Regions from separate parts of the Mus musculus genome. Here all the other regions are linked to region 1. The links are chromatin contacts, called in public HiChIP or PLAC-seq maps. All regions are on one chromosome and are shown on one strand. The core of a region is the stretch at or near the end of the contact, and the rest is flanking DNA. Distances in the headings are between cores, read along the strand shown.

Region 1 (4,019 bases), core at 1,414-3,913:
TACTTCAGGCCAACAGCAGAGTCCCAGTGAAGGCCAAAGCATTTGTCACCTGCAGTGCCCCCGTGTATTCCACTCCATAGCTACTCTCTCCCATCTCTAGTGGGAGGTGGTACTGGGAGATCTGCTCTAGATGGTACACGAGAAGTTCCCATCTAGGGAAGCTGAGACGATTCATGGCAAGAGACTGCAAGGACAGACTGTGACAGAGTAGCAGCAGTGGGAATAAGGGGTGGGGGGTCCTCAGAAACAGGTGGCAGAGTGCTGCACACTGATTGCCTCCAGAGGAGCCGGTCAGGATCAGCCTCCTTGTGGGAGCGGAAGCCTGTGCTGGGCTCTGTAGAAGCTGGCGTTAAATTAACTGGTAAAGATAGCTGTGGTGAGCAGCAGAGAATTCCTATCCAGAAGAAGAACGGGTAAGCTGGTTTCTCTGTTCTCTGGCCCGTTCCTCTCTGTACATCCCAATCCCCAAGAGTTCGAAGTTCAGAAGAAGCGACATGACAAGTCAGTCAGCTCGTTCAGAGGCGTGTGCCCCATCTGGCTCTAGGAAGCCAGGTTGAGAAGTGAATGCCAGAAAGAATATATATAGCACATTTCTTTCTGTGAATGTAGGGCTTTTAGGGCTTTGGTTTATTATTGTTTTTTATTTTTAAATATTTGTTTGTTTGTTTGTTTGTTTGTTTATTATATGTAAGTACACTGTAGCTGTCTTCAGACACTCCAGAAGAGGGCATCAGATCTCATTACCAGTGGTTGTGAGCCACCATGTGGTTGCTGAGATTTGAACTCAAGACCTCTGGAAGAGCAGTCAGTGCTCTTAACCACTGAGCCATCTCTCCAGCCCCTGTTGTTATTTTTTTGAAGGTCAAAACCAAAACCAAACAAACAAAAAACCAACCAAACAGGTAGTGGTGGCTTACACCTTTAATACCAGCACTCAGAGGGCAGAGGCAGGTGGATCTGTGAGTTCAGAAGCCAGTCTGGTCTACAGAGTGAGTTTCAGGACCTTTAGGGTTACACAGAGAAACCCTGTCTTGAAAAAACAAGAAAAAGAAAGAAAGAAAAGAAAAGGAAATATTAAAAATTTTAACTATATATATGTTTGTACGTGTGTGTGTGTGTGTGTGTGTGTGTGTGTGTGTGTGTGTGTGTGTGACAAATGTTGAGCCAAGGTCTTGAGGATTTTATCTCAGCAGGAGAATGAATGAATGAACACTCAGCATGCCCTGAGTCCAATTCCACTAGTATCGAGTGTGCACTCACACACACTGGTTGAGCCTGTGCCAGGCATTGTGCCTGAGGGACAATCGGGTCATCTCATTTCATCTACACAACAGTCCATGGGTAGGTATTGTCAGTCCTGATTTACAGAAGCCATTCAGTGAGGACAGGCCCAGCCCAGATCTCACAGCTGATTGGTGAGGAACCAGGATAACCGATACCATGAATTCTCAAAATTCCACCACTTACACCACAATACTCTGTGCTGTCAGCAAATGCTCAGCCGAGGTTATTCACAACTCACCACTGCTAGAGAGCTGACTCAGTCACCCAGGGCAAGCGCTCCTGGGAGGTGGGTAGCAGAGGGTACCAGTAACCCTACAGTTGACAGACCTACCCCATCTGACTGCACTGTGCAGCTGCAAGAGGCAGAACTGGATCTTTCTTCCCACCTCCAAGGGATCCAGCCCTGTGATGTCATACTGCCGGGCAGGGCTTCCAGGGATTGCTGACGTCAGGAAACTGATCCACTCCACCCAGGAACTACTGTCGCTTGTCTGCATCTTAGCCATGAATGTAACTGCAGACCCTTACGAGTCCTCGTCCTGGCAGGACAGAGAAGATCTGTGGTTCCGGGATTTAAACTCATGGATGATTTTGGAGCCTCAAGACGGCTCTCTGTGTCTCTCGATAAGTCATTTGTCCTCTCTGGAAAACCTATAGGGGTGGTCAGACTCCTTCCTCAACAAGACAAATCGCCCAAAAGAGGTTGGAAGATCATTTTCCAAATGCCAGTTAGAGAGTGCCGGGAGCAGGGAGTGGGGGAGGCGGGTGTGTGTGTGTGTGTGTGTGTGTGTGTGTGTGTGTGTGTGTGTGTGTGTGTGTAGGTAGGACACCCAGTTGGTCCTGTTCTGTGTCCTCAGCTGTGTTGCTCCCCGCTGTGTCCTCTCCATCTCCACCCCCCTCTAGTCCCTGAGAGCTACAATGCACATGACTCACCCGGCTCTCTGCACCCAGTTTCAGCCTCACCCCACCCCTGCCCTTGGCTTTCCATTTGCTGTTTACTCCAGGGAGGGAGGCATAGGTGTGCCTGGTCACCTAACCCCAGAGGGGAGAGATACAGGATTCCAGGCTTGAGCCCCAGGACTCTGCTGGCTTCACTCCCACTGGTGATCTGGGGTAGGGATAGGGTTGAGTTTCTAGCAAGGTAAAGGGAGTGGGGAGAAAAAGGCTTCAAGTGGGCCCCACAGAGCCACCTAGCACTCTGGTCCATAGTCTCTGGTCTCCTCCCCCGCCCTTAGTCTTCCGGGGTCACCAGTGGTTTCAATTCTCCCCACCCCCACCTCCAGCATTGTTTGGTGGAGCAGCCCTGCCTAACCCTCACCCTGAGGACACCACACAGAGGTAAGGACACCCTGAAAGTGGTGGGAGCCAGCAAGGCTGCTGCTAGCTCTGAGGTGTGCAGGGCCAGGCCAGGCCAGGCCAGGCCACTCCCTGTGTTGAACTGGTACAGGGAGTAAAAGGTCACTGGTCCAGGACGCTGATAACCTTGTGTTGGGCTCAGAACATGATAACCCCAAGTATGGCATCTCAGCATGGTGCAGACTCTGGAGAAGTCCTGAAGGCTCCAAGTTAGCTCCTGCCTTTAGGTCTCCTAACCCTTTGTTCTCCCAAACTCAGTGATAAATGTTAGAAATCTTCCCCAAGGTAGATCTCAGACACTAGGCACCCTCTCCCCGAAAGTCACATAAAACTTAAAGAAAGCCGATCTCTTCTTTCTCCGCTAGAGACCCTGTGCCGAGGGGATTCCATGGCAGGAAGAGGACAGGCTACAGCGAGCACAGGAGGAATCTAAATGGGTGACCAGCTTTGCTGGGTCCACTTTTTCCAGCTCCATCCCTTTCCTGTGTCCAGACATATTTTTGCTCCAGCTGTTTGTTCTCCATCCTTCCTCAGCAGAGAGGATTTCCTTTCGGGGTCTTTGTCCTCTGAAGGCTCTGGGCTACGCGAAGCTCAAGCATTGTCTGGACACATGTGCTCTTCTGTCCTGACTTTTGTTGGTTCTGACCTAGGGAGTATGTGAGGAGAGGTGTCACACCTTTAACCTGCTTCAGATAGTGATGGAGAAGGGATGGGGGAGGGAGACTCCCTAGGACAGAGAGTGGTGACAGATACTGGACTGTGAACCTGGAAACTTGGCTCTAAGCCCTGACTTGGCTACCATTTCCCTTTGTGACACAAGGTTTGCCCATTAGCACATCTTGGTGTCACTGTATAAGCATCATCCACACAAGGCAGGGGCTCAGTCAGTCCAGGCTGCTTCCAGGGACCAACCTTCCCAAAGCCTCATCTATCCCTGCATCTCTTCTAGGGAGGAGACAAGAGACCCAGTTGGGTTGTGAAGTAAGGAAAGGGTCCCCAAACAACCCAGGAGTTCTACTCCAAATACCTAGGGGGACCTGCCCCTCCCCAGGCCCAGGCTCCAGACCACAGAACAGAAAACATAGGCAAGCAGGTGGAAAATTCCCTCTGGCTCTCTGCCCAGGCACCCTGGATTACAACTGTGCCAGCGCAGGCAGGCAAGAGCCGGGAGTCCAGGGTACCAAAAGATCGCCCAGCAGTTGCTTTGAGGCCTCGGTAGCTCAACTGTCTCCACTGTCCAGTCGCATAAATTATACTTTGCTCTGGTGGACAGAAGGTGTCCACCACAATTTGTTAAAATCTGTGTGCATCTCGGGAGTTGCTCCCCGAAGCTAAGATCATTGTTGTGCCTACTCTTCCTGGAACTCTGGTCCAGGGGT
Region 2 (3,699 bases), core at 327-2,826, 230 kb before region 1:
AGAACTGTTGGAGGACAAATAACCAGGTTTAAATAGTGTAGAGTAGACTCAAAATTTTTTGTTTGTAAGATAGAAATAGGGAGGATTTAGGATTTGTAAGAGGGAGGAGTTAGCATAGATCACCTTGGAGAAGAAAAACATTGAGGTTAGTAAAATGTAGCCAGAAGGGGAAAGTTGAGACCCCTTTGGGGTCTGCAGATTTTAGAGATTGTTAAAGCTGATGGGAAGTTTTCATTAAGTAGAAAGAGTAAGGGATGAGACTAAGAAGAACAGTATAGGAAGAAGAGGGGAGGTTATGGGGCTGGAGAGACAGCTCAGTGGTTAAGAGCACTGGCTGCTCTCCAGGGGACCTGGGTTTAATTCCCAGGGCTCCTAACCATCCGTAAGCCCAATCCCAGGGGTATACCTCCCTTTCCTGGTCCCTCCGCAGGCACTCGGTGCACAGACATACATGCAGACAAAAGCCCCCTCCCTCCCCTCAGAAGGAGGCTAGTGCATGCAGTTAAGCATGCATGCTGCTTTTGCAGATGACCTGAGTTGTATTCTGTGTAGCCACATCAAGCAGCTCATGGCTGCCTTTATTTAACTCTAGCTTCAGGGGATCCAGTGCCTCTGGCCTCTGAGGATCTACGCTCACACACACATTTGTAATTAAAAAATAAGATAGATATATGTATGTATATTTTAAAGACTGGTTATGGGGTAAATTGTTAGCTCAGCTGCACTTAGTTACAAATTAGTTCTCAATTCTTCTGGCTCTAGCAGGTTCTGCATGGTGTTGTGTGATAGAGGAGGAGATGGGAGCCTTTGATCTCTGAAACCTCTATGTTCCTGGGGCTCTGGCATATGAAAGGAGGGGAGGTTGAAAGTCCTTTTCTGCCGGGCATGGTGGCAGGCATGGGGGTGCATGCTTTTAATCTCAGCGCTCAAGAGAGAGGCAGATAGATCTCTACTTCGAGGCCAGCCTAGTCTACAAAGTGAGTTCCAGAATAGCCAAGGCTACACAAACAAACAAGAAAGTCCTTTCCTGATATAATTCCCTGGCTCCTGCACACTGAGTGGCATGTCGAGTTCCTACGCTCAGGTGTGTGAGGAGCAGCACTCGAGGTCTAGCCGTTGAATCTGTTTACTTGGCATCTATGCTGCATTTTACATGCCCACTCAGCATTAATAGCAGGTTACCAATTCTATGTCAAAGTCAGACCTTTCATTTGTCCTATTCTTACCCCCAGATACCCTTTTAGAGTTCCGACTGTGTACCTACTGGTGAGCTTTTAGCTCAGAAACATCAGAAAGGCCAAGGTGTTCCTTGATTGGCCTTTCACCTCCCTGCTTCTGTATGAGTGAGGTGACTGCTCTGTGGAATTGAACTTCTAAGAGCCTTTGCTTAGCTCTCCTAGTGCCAGGGTATCCAGCAAAGGGCAATTGTTTTAGCCAAGGAGAGGAAATCCTAGTTTTCCTGTACGGAGTTAGCTTCTTTCTGACAGACCTGGAGAGAAAGGATGGCTGTATAGTTACTCTGATTGGAAAGCAGAAGAGGCTTTGTACTTGACTAAGGAAATGACTATACAGTGAGGTCACTTTCTCCCAGCCAGGAGAAGGAACTGGTGAAGAAATGTGTATCCTTTGTAATGAGTCAGCAGGCATGAAGTGGACGGCAGCCAGCCTCCATTCACAAATAGCTACTCCAGTTGATTTCAACTTCACACCACAGGAACTGGAACATCCATGAGGACAGAAAAGTATTGGTGTGTGAGAAATGTGGGACCAGTTCTCTTTAGGGTTTTCCTTTTTTTATTTTGAGATGGAGGTCACTCTGTGTTGCCCAGGCTAACTTTTAACTCCTGGCTCCGGTAGTCCCACCTCACCTTCCAGAATAGCTTAGGAAAATAGGCATGTCCAGCTGTGCCCAGTGTCTTTGAGACTTTTTGGAGGAAGATACTGTTCTTGACTTCTGAGTTATTTTACTATTTATAAAAGAGAACTTGGTCTCAAGATATAAAGGGACTATATGCTAAGAATTTAAATATTTGATCTAATAGATAAATCTTTTACTTCTATCTTATAGTTTTGTAAATTTAGTTGTTAATACCCCAGACTTTTTGACTTGATAATAATGACCTCAGAAAACTTACTTTGAATTTAAACCTACAAAGTATGAACAAATTGAGACTACTCACAATGATTATAGAAAAGTTAAACTGTACAGTTAGTCACTTCAGTACTAAGACTCCTTTCTTTGTAGTGGTGGTGATGGTGGCGATGACACTGGGGATCGGACCAGACCCTTGAACGTGCTAAGCTGCACCCAAGCTCTATGCTATATTTATTCATAAATGCAGGCTATGCTTGATCCTAGGCCCAGAGGTGGTAATATGCTATCTAATGTATTTATTTGGGCTGACTTCAGTCTAAATGGAATTTGACATTTTATTAAGATATTAATTTTATTAAGACAAAGCTTGGAATTTATCTTTCAGAAGGAAGCCACATTCCTAAAGAACAGCTGGTCTCCAGTATTTGATCTGTATTTGACCTGTGGGGATTGATACAGGGTCTTTATGCATAGCATTTTCTTATTTAATTTTTTTCCATACACAAGACGATATGACCTGTCTTTCCTCACCTCTTTCAAATCTGCACATGGGTTAAACACCTTCACTCAGGAATCCTAACCCCAGAATTACACATTGATAAATGGAGTCGATGCTTAATACATTTTCAGATGGGTGGGAGGGTTGGTAGTTGGTTGGTTGGTTGATTGGTTGGTTTTTCTCGAGACTAGGCTCTCACCATGTAGCCCTGGCTGTCCTGGAACTCGATCTGTAGACCAGGCTGGCCTCGGACTCAGAGATCTGCCTGCCTCTGCCTTCCAAGTGCTGGAATTAAAAAGGCATGCACCACTATGCCCCGTTTGTTTTGTTGTTTACATTGAAGTAACTTGTCAGGAGACAGAACTGACAGAAACCAGAATGGCACTTGTGCTCAAAGCTGTCATGGCACAAGCTCAGAAGGACCCCTGTTTGCCTTACTTGTATGCAGTTGTGTTGCAGATGGCTTTAATCTGTGTGCTTTTCTTTTTAATATCTTGTATCTTCTTTTGTGTTCCTATTCTCTCTCCCCTTCTGACGAATAATGCTTCTGGCTCCTTGTCCTTCTTCAGAGTGAGTTTGCTAGACCAGTGGCCATTCCTAGGTCCGACTGGGAACTGCTACCTAGATGGCTTGCAAGCTTTCACACTTCATCTTTATGAAGTATCTTTTACTTTTTGTCTTTGCAGAGTTTACTCGAGAAGTGACAGACACACAGATGCCACTTGTTGCTCCTGTCATTCTGCCAGAGATGTATAAGATATTCACCATGGCCGAGGTATGGAATCTCAGCCCAGTAGGTGCAGCAAAAGGACCTGCCTGGCTCTGGTCAGCGCCACCTCTCAGGTGTATGGTGATGGTTGTTGTCACTGGTGCCCATGCCAAAAACTGGAATTGACATTGAGCTAGATCAGAAATTGAATTGACCGTAGTCTTTGATCTCATGACTACAAGGGAAAGCACTTGATGAAGTAACTGAAATGTCTCAACACCACTCAGCTTTGTACCCTATCACCCTTGAGTGCACAGTGCCATTCTTGACCTAACCTGCTCGGCCAAGGATTTAAAAATCATCTGTTACTTCATTGCAAGACTAGAATCTTTTTTT
Region 3 (4,190 bases), core at 1,576-4,075, 150 kb before region 1:
GACTTGACTTGGAAATCTGTTTAGGACCCATCTCTCAGGTGTCATTTGGGTACTGGGAGGGAACTGTGTGCTCCCCCATGCCTGAGCATGGGTGGCCTTGAGGACAGACTGATGCACATGAAATAGAAAGTCTACGGGGCTTTTAAGCCTTGCTGGCACAGGTTGTAGTCTGGTGACAGCTTGCAGGCCAGATTTCTTGTCTAAAAGTGTTTTCCTGTTTTCTCTACCTCTCCCAGGGAGCACTGAGCATTCTTCTGGTGGCCTAGGCCTTGACCTCTGACGACTGTGCAGCCTCCTAAAATTCTCCCTGCTTCAAATCCAGCCTATATATGGCTGCTCCTGCTGCCTCCCCAGCTCACGCAGTGCATGTGTCAACACATCAGAGAACAGCTTCGCTACCTCCTCCCCACACCTGTCAATCAAGCTGCATCACTGCTATCTCCTTTGCTTTCCCTCCATGCAGCGGTGAGACTCTGCCTGGCATGCGGACCTGCCAGCTGCTGTGAGCTCCATCTCTTCCTTACTCCTTCCCCAGTGCCATCAAAGTGTTTCCTTCTGCTGACTTATTCCCAACAGCAGACAGATAGGCAACAATGTTCCCTGTCTCTAAAAAGTCCTCCCTGTTGCCACATTTACCTTGGCGCTCTCTCTCTCTCTCCCTCTCTCTCTCTTTATTTATTTATTTATTTAGTTTTTTGAGACAGGGTTTCTCTGTGTAGCCCTGGCTATCCTGGAGCTCACTTTGTAGACCAGGCTGGCCTCGAACTCAGAAATCCGCCTGCCTGATTAAAGGCGTGCGCCACCACACCCGGCCCTTACCTTGGCTCTCTTGATTGTGTTAGAGTCTCTCTCTCTCTCTCTCTCCCTCTCTCTCTCTCTCTCTCTCTCTCTCTCACACACACACACACACACACACACAGGCACACATTTCTTTCTCGAATCTGTATACACTGTTGAGTCTATTCTTCACTACAGTGCAATAACTCCATTATTCGAGTGGCTTCCATGGTCTAGGCAGGGTGGCTGATCCCCTGCCTTCTTATTATTATTAAACCTCTTAGCAATAAGGACAAGGTAGAGATCAGAGAGCTCTCTTCCCTGACTCCTTTTTCCTACTTGCTTCTATGAGACCACCAGCCCCCCCCCAGTCTCACGCCCAAATGTCTACTCTCCACCAACACCCACTCCCTAAGTGATCCCTTCTAGGCTCATGGTTTTAACTATTATTCGAGGGGTGGAAAGATGTCTCAGCAGTTAAGGGCACTTGCTGCTCTTGCAGAGAGCAGCTCGCAGCACCCAGCTCCCAGTCATTCATTACTTCAGTTCCAGGGAATCTAATGCCTTCTTCTGGCCTCTGTGGACACCAGGCACACACACGGTGCACAAACATAAAACAAAAACATAGAAATAATGCTTTTGTTTTAGGCTTGTTTTTCAAGGCTTGGTTTCTCTGTGTATCCCTGGCTGTCCTGGAACTAGCTTTGTAGACCAGGCTGACCTTGAACTCACAGAGATCTGCCTCACCCTGTCTCTCAAGTGCTGGGATCATGTACGCTCTGTGTATGTGTGTGTGTGTGTGTGTGTGTGTGTGTGTGTGTGTGTGTGTGTGTGTGTGTGTGTGTACAGTCTACCACGCTGGTTAGTTTATGTTAACTTGACACACAAGCTAGGGTTATCTGGGATCAGGGAACCTCAGTTGAAAAAATATCTTCATCAGATTGATCTGTGGGCAAGTCTGTGGGGTGATTTTCTTGACCAGTGGTGGATGTGGAAGGGCTCAGCACACTGTAGGTAGTGCCACCCCTGGGCAAGTGGTCCAGGGTTGTATACGTGGGTAAGCAGGGGAACAGGCCTTGGAAAGCAAGCCCGTGAGTGGCATCCCTCCACGGTGTCTGCTTCAGTTCCTGCCACCAGGTTCCCACCCTGCTTGAGTTTTCACCGTGGCTTCCGTTAAGGATGGACCGTGAACGGACTGTGACCCAGACGTGTGAACCAAATAAACCCTTTCCTCCCCAGGTTGCTTTTCGTCATGGTCCAAAGACCATTGTCTGCAACAATAGAAAGCAAAGTACACTATCTATCCTGACTGTGAGAATGAATGTAATCTGTGGTGACAAGGACAGTCTCTATGCTGTTCACCCTGTCCTAGCATTTAGAAAATGCCCAACATAATAGAATAGATATTTGACACATTAGTGATTTAGTAGACTCCTCCTTGTCCTTATAAGCATAAAATGTGATTTGTGAATTCTGTGTATAAAGGCAGTAAAGAGCCTGGCGTATGGATCAGACAAAGCCTAGGTTTAAAATGTGTGAGGCTCTGGGTGCTATCCATCCTTAGCACTGACAGAGCAAGCAGTGGCGAAGAGAGGGATGCACATGTGGTAAGCAGGGGGATGAGTGGGCTGAGGAGGACCAAAGGGAAGGCAAGAAACAAACATCCATGAGCCTTCAGTACCAGGTTTCCAACCCAGCACATGCCTTGGAGCCTTTGCAGGTTATTGAGCCTAACCACTCCCCAGGACCAGGCACTTCAGCTTCCATTTGACAGATACTCTGGTGCGTACAGTGATTTGTCCAAACCATACAATCAGCACAGTAGGCTGGGAGTCCAGGTCTGCTTGGACTCTGGCGATTCCAACCTGTCGATTCTATACATGCAGCACCCATAGTACCTCCTGGAGCCCTGCTCCAAGACCAGTGCACCTCAGTGCAGGAGACAGGCATTTTGCATTCTGCTGTCCCTGCCCCCTGCTCTGGAGTCAGGGCTGATGAGATAGCCAGAGCCTAGGGATCCTGAACAGGGAAGAAGTGAGGGCAGGAGAGGGTGGAGCGTGGAGCAGGAGGCCTTTCTATTCCTAGCTGTTTGTAAACAGTGTCCTGACGACCTGGCCTGGCCTGTGCAGTGGACCCCAGACATAGCTGAAGCCAAAATTCCCAAAGCAGCCCTGGCTTTTCTGAGATCATGCTAGGTTGGAGCATGGCTGACAAGGAGAGTTCTCCATGCCTAAACAGCCCCTCGGCTTTCTCTTTCCCGCTAGTTCTCAGAACCAGTAAACTAGCATGGGTCCCTGGGTCTGGGATGAGAAGGAGGTGAGATAAAGGTAGTTCTGTCAGGTGACTGGAGCCAGGCAGTAATCGAAGACAAACAATCCTCGCCTCCTTCCCTAAATTACTTCCTTGCTTTTCTCCTTTCCCCTCACCCTCTTGTCATTACCTCATTCCTGCAGACAGAATGTTTTCAGCCTTGTGAGGTTGTTTTTTTTTTTTAAATGTCGTTTTGGCATCTGCATAGGTACAAAGCCTGAAGAATTTAGAGTGAAGAAAGTCTCTCTCCTGGTGAACTAAACTCTCAATACTTGATCCTGTTTAATCCTCCAATAACCCTTCCAGGCTGATTTTTATCATTCCTACTTGACAAGTAACGGAGCTGAAGAAGCTAAGCCGATGAGACGGGGTTGGTAATGCCCTTGGCATCCGCACATGATAAATAAGTCAATGTTCTCTCTCTCACCTAAGGCACTCAGCTTCACTGGCACTTCGAGGGACAGAAGCAGAACCCAAATCTGCACCTAGCTGAGTCCAGGTACCTATGGTTTTCTAGCTCCTGCCTGGCCCGGCTGCAGAGAAGCCCTGAGCAGGGACGGATACCCTGACTGTCAACCACCTCTTTCTGCTGCTTATGCCTAGTGTGGTTCAATAAGCACAATACAACCAACTTGGACCTTACCCTATGAATAAGGATATTCCTGTTTATCCAACTTGGCAAGCACAGTTTCTTGCTCCCTCTACCTCTATGCCTTGTGGCCCTTCTTGTTTTGACTACACACACACACACACACACACACACACACACACACTCACGCGCACACACACACACACACTCACGCGCATGTGCGCGTGTTCTTGTGCCCTGCAAATCTTTCTCAGTACCTGCCACTCAAGGCTTGCCTATTCTGAGTCAGCTGTGGAAATGCTGGCATGAGCTGACACCATAATTCCACAGTCTCCTGGAGGAAGGAGAGAGACTGGGAGTGCAGATAGGCTAGATGAAAGCTTTTCTTCCTCATTTTATCCACGTCTGGGGACCATGAAGTCCTTGAAGCCCTGGTGCTTCCAACTCTCTGTGTTGCTGGCCGCTGCCTTTCTTGATCAGTAGCACTCAGACTGCTTTGAACCCCCCCCCCCCA
Region 4 (3,625 bases), core at 388-2,887, 160 kb after region 1:
ACCTCTGGCTCCCTCCTCCATGACTAGTCTGAAGCTTTCCGTTTACCTTCTCTTTTGCCTGTTCCCTTTGGATGACAGAGTACAGAAGAAAACAAGAATATTTACGTGATTGGTCCTCACAAATTCGAGTGGGATTTTTTGGGGGTGGGGGTGGGGAATCAAATCTCAGAGTTTGTTTTCTCACTAGATCATTCTCTGAAACAAGGACTTTTGAAGACCCTCCCCCTAACTGTTTGCTTGGCCACAAGGTCTACAGCGTCTCTACACAAGGCTGGGTGCCTTGCCTGACTTTTGCTCCTTGTAAGAGACTTCAGGTGGAGTGGAGTTTGGTCTTGTTATTTTTGCTCAATTATGAGCAGGCAGAAGGCAATTTTGTTTTGCTTTCAGCGAACTGTTTTCCTTGGGAAGCTCTCCTAAAACTTCCCTCTGCACAGTCAGGTAACTCATGCACCTTCCTGTCACCCATCTGAGCCTGGAATCCCTTCCCTCCACTCAAGCGAGTTGCCTGTCAAGGCCCTGCTGAGGAGTGCCACCTCTGCTCTGAGAGGCCATGCTTGCTGCCTCAGCCTCACCAACCTCCCAGCTCTCTCAGCATGACCACAGCTCTCTCCAGTTGTAACAAAGTTTAGCCTTTAATTATATGTTGTCTGCAGTGGTTGACTGTTGGCTCCTCTAAGAACGTCTGGCCACTGAGTCAGGCTGGCTGAGTCCTAAGGAGTGGGGCCAGAGAAGAAGCCTCAGATGTGAGCCCCTATGACATCAGGTCTCTCTCCCAGTGCTTAGTCAGAACTCGCTGGAGCCTTGGCTGGGCTTTCCTCTTCCCAGAGCGGATCACTAGGAAGGCAATAAGGTATCCAGCCTGTGGTCGATCCTGCCTTGGCAATCGTGGCTTCAGAAATGGGTCTTGGCTGATTTGCTTGTCCCTGGAGAAAAGAGGTTGGACCACTGGGGTTTATCTGTTGGTGCTACACCCTTATTCTGCTGCTGTGTACACTGTCTGCCCTGGCTCCGAGGTTGTGCCACACACTCTGATGTGTCTCTCTCCTTCCCACGCAGGCATCTACATAACAACCGCATCCAGCATGTGGGGACCCACAGCTTCGAGGGGCTGCACAATCTGGAGACACTGTGAGTGGGAGAGCCTGTTTAAGTCCTAGTCTGCTGGGTGAGGACATCTTGACTAGAGTCGGGGTGTGGGCTTAGGAAGGGCCAGCAGGGTATGATCCGGTCCTGGTCACCTGTGTGCCCATTCTGGGACTCTTCTCTAAGATGTCACTCAGCAAGAATTCCTTCTCCCTTTAGGTGGGTACAAGGTAGTTCAGGGTAGGTAGCCCAGGAAGTAGGAGGGCAGGGTCCCTGCTAGCAGAGACATCAAATAATGCGTAGAAGGAAACAGTTAACAAGGCAGAGGGACTGGGGCATGAAGCTTGGAGACTGGAAGATTTCGGGGTGGGCTGGGGCTGACCTGATGGCAGTTTTGATGTCTGCTTAAGGGTGGCTGCTGACAGAAGGGAGAGGAATACCATGGAATAATGTCAGGAGTGTTTGCCAGCTGATCTAACTAGCTAAATGATTAATGGGGAAGTGGCCCGCTCAGCACCACAGCCTGCCTATAAAAAGCGCCCGAGCTGTTGACTCTTAAAAAGCCATATTATTCACACATCATCATCCAGGAATTCAGCTAAGGTCAGAATGCACCCAAGCCCTCCCATCACTTCCTCTGGAGGCCTGCCAGCCCCTGCAGAGTGGGCCGAGTGGGGCCCCACTGGGCAAACAATCAGCCAGGCTCTGCAAGAGTGACTGGTCATGCCAGCTGGGGTCTTTAGCTCCCCTGAGGGAACTGGCTACCACAGCCACCTGGTGCTGGATATGGAGTTGGGGGCTCTGGGAGAGAAGGGCCCCAGATCACCACAAGTGTAAGCCGGCAAGGGTGGGGAAAGGTTCATGAGAGATCAGGAGTTTATCACAACTTTTGAATCTCCTTCTCCAGTTATAAACAAGCCCCCATTTTCTAGCCCCCCCCCCCGACTGCTCTTAAGTTGATGGAGTCTTAGGAATCCAGTGCAGCAGAAGCTAAGATTCTGGAAGTCAGGCTGTGATGGGGGAAGCAACATGTTGGGAAAAACCACTCTGTAACGTCTACCCCAAGATGCCTTGGCTCCAGAATCTGTGGTTGTATGGGGAAACCGATGAGAGACTCATACCTAGGTCAGTCATATATTATTTCCTGTGGGTATGATTCCTAAGAACATGGCTGCTCTCTTGTGCTTAGTACATAGCAGGAGGAACAGCAGCGCTGGGTTCAACTCTCCTGGAATCCAGACCCTTTGACCAACTGTATATGAAGGAGCACTGTGTCAGGGCAGCATGCCCCAGCCTGGATGCAGGAACATTCCCATCTGTTCCCACTACTGTGCAAGGCTTAGACTATCTGCTCCTCCTCCATAGCTGTGACTGATGACTACACAGTTAGAACAGGCCAGTCTAGTCCTCTAAATCTCCATAAGAGAAAGTTCCTTTCCAGGAAGGCTGCGTAGTTCCTCTCAGAGTGATCCTTCTCCCAGGGTGACCTCCCAACTGTGCCCAGAGCAGATCAGAGTGTTAATGAGACAATGGGAGTCCTTAGGAGAGACCCTGGTTGTCCTACCCCCCTGGCCCAATGTATACTGAGTGGACCTACTGTGTGCTGATTCTGGAGCCTCCCTAGAGAAGCCCAACTCCTGGGTGGTGCTGAGATTGGATTGCAATTAACAGTGGGCCGGCGGGAGAGAGCACCTCCACCCTGGAATGTGGGGCTGTTTAGCTTTGCTGGGAAGTCAGGTGAGGATTGGGGCACAGATATGGAGTGAGTTGGCACCTCAAAAAAGCCAACAAGTAGCTGTTTCTTCACTTTTGGGGCACACTGCCTAACTCTTTCTCAATTAGCCACTGTCTTGCTGTGCAGGGCATTTGGCTCAGCGGCTGCTGGCTGAATTATAGAGCAGTCCTGCCGCTGCTAAGCACCCACTGTCTCTTTCATCTATCTTGGCCTCAACACACAAGGCCCCTGGGCTATGCCCACCTTGCAGATGGAAAAGCCAAGACCAAGAAACATGGAAAAGTCCTCCAACCTTTACAGTGTGGAGGCAGAAAAGCCCAGTGGTTATTCCCTTGGCACCAAGCAGCCCGGAGCCCTTACTGCCGGTTCTCCCAGCTGTCTGAGCTCAGCCGTTTGCCTTTCAAAGAGTCTTAATTTTCTAACCTATAACATAATGTCACAGGGTTGTATAAAGTTGTTACAGAGTCTGGCAGATATATAGGACCCTCCCCTCCTCCCTGTTTTCTTCCTCAGCCCTCTGTATGAGGCTTCATCTCCATGACACCCCATTTCCTCCCCACCCTCGAAGAGCAAGCCCTTCTTCCAACTTTTGATCTCCAATTAAAGCGGGGGTGGGGGGGAGTGTGTTCTTTCTCTTCTGTTCCCCAGAGCGTTTTCTTGGGGAGCCTGCAGGGGAAGGCAGATGTGGAGGAGGAGGAGCGGCTGCGAGAATGAAAGGGGGAAGAAATGATAGGCAAGTCTTTTAATTGTTGCATAATTGGCGTACTCGGCAGCCTTGGCTATTACTTGGGAGCTTTCATGTGTACT

The links. HiChIP or PLAC-seq counts read pairs in DNA pulled down with a chosen protein or histone mark.
Region 2: a FOXA1 HiChIP or PLAC-seq map of pancreatic cancer cells shows a contact between it and region 1. The contact joins two enhancer-like sites. A contact is called at or near these places in 4 of 39 promoter capture datasets (the 3T3-L1 cell line, HPC-7-derived erythroid cells, liver and 1 more), 1 of 484 Hi-C or Micro-C datasets (embryonic fibroblasts), 4 of 115 datasets of contacts at active chromatin or transcription factors (embryonic stem cells, large pre-B cells and pancreatic cancer cells) and 3 of 9 other capture datasets (adipose tissue, liver and pancreatic islet).
Region 3: an H3K27ac HiChIP or PLAC-seq map of extraembryonic endoderm stem cells shows a contact between it and region 1. The contact joins two enhancer-like sites. A contact is called at or near these places in 13 of 39 promoter capture datasets (3T3-L1-derived adipocytes, the HPC-7 cell line, HPC-7-derived erythroid cells and 10 more), 1 of 15 datasets of contacts at CTCF or cohesin (the NIH/3T3 cell line), 5 of 484 Hi-C or Micro-C datasets (B cells, the P5424 cell line, bone marrow-derived macrophages and 1 more), 3 of 115 datasets of contacts at active chromatin or transcription factors (embryonic stem cells, extraembryonic endoderm stem cells and kidney) and 3 of 9 other capture datasets (liver, macrophages and pancreatic islet).
Region 4: a contact with region 1 is called in an HNF4G HiChIP or PLAC-seq map of pancreatic cancer cells. The contact joins two enhancer-like sites. A contact is called at or near these places in 1 of 115 datasets of contacts at active chromatin or transcription factors (pancreatic cancer cells) and 3 of 9 other capture datasets (adipose tissue, liver and pancreatic islet).

What each region holds. Positions count from the first base shown.
Region 1 is chr1:135,181,820-135,185,838 of GRCm38.p6, reverse strand. No RefSeq gene overlaps it. Among named protein-coding and RNA genes, the nearest start is that of Gpr37l1, 16 kb to the right of the region's middle. Within about 2 kb of position 2,663, at least 80 of the 459 cell types and tissues checked have an H3K27ac peak or open chromatin away from gene starts, as enhancers often do. A contact at or near this core is called in extraembryonic endoderm stem cells and pancreatic cancer cells, where this site is marked.
Region 2 is chr1:135,409,063-135,412,761 of GRCm38.p6, reverse strand. Ipo9 (importin 9) reads left to right here. Exons shown (of 24, transcript NM_153774.1): 5 at 3,281-3,369. Among named protein-coding and RNA genes, the nearest start is that of Ipo9, 20 kb to the left of the region's middle. Within about 2 kb of position 1,576, at least 79 of the 459 cell types and tissues checked have an H3K27ac peak or open chromatin away from gene starts, as enhancers often do. A contact at or near this core is called in pancreatic cancer cells, where this site is marked.
Region 3 is chr1:135,329,991-135,334,180 of GRCm38.p6, reverse strand. All of the region lies in intron 1 of Lmod1 (leiomodin 1 (smooth muscle)), which reads right to left. Among named protein-coding and RNA genes, the nearest start is that of Lmod1, 7.3 kb to the right of the region's middle. Within about 2 kb of position 2,825, at least 9 of the 459 cell types and tissues checked have an H3K27ac peak or open chromatin away from gene starts, as enhancers often do. A contact at or near this core is called in extraembryonic endoderm stem cells, where this site is marked.
Region 4 is chr1:135,019,278-135,022,902 of GRCm38.p6, reverse strand. Lgr6 (leucine-rich repeat-containing G protein-coupled receptor 6) reads left to right here. Exons shown (of 18, transcript NM_001033409.3): 6 at 1,057-1,128. Among named protein-coding and RNA genes, the nearest start is that of Ube2t, 59 kb to the right of the region's middle. Within about 2 kb of position 1,637, at least 79 of the 459 cell types and tissues checked have an H3K27ac peak or open chromatin away from gene starts, as enhancers often do. A contact at or near this core is called in pancreatic cancer cells, where this site is marked.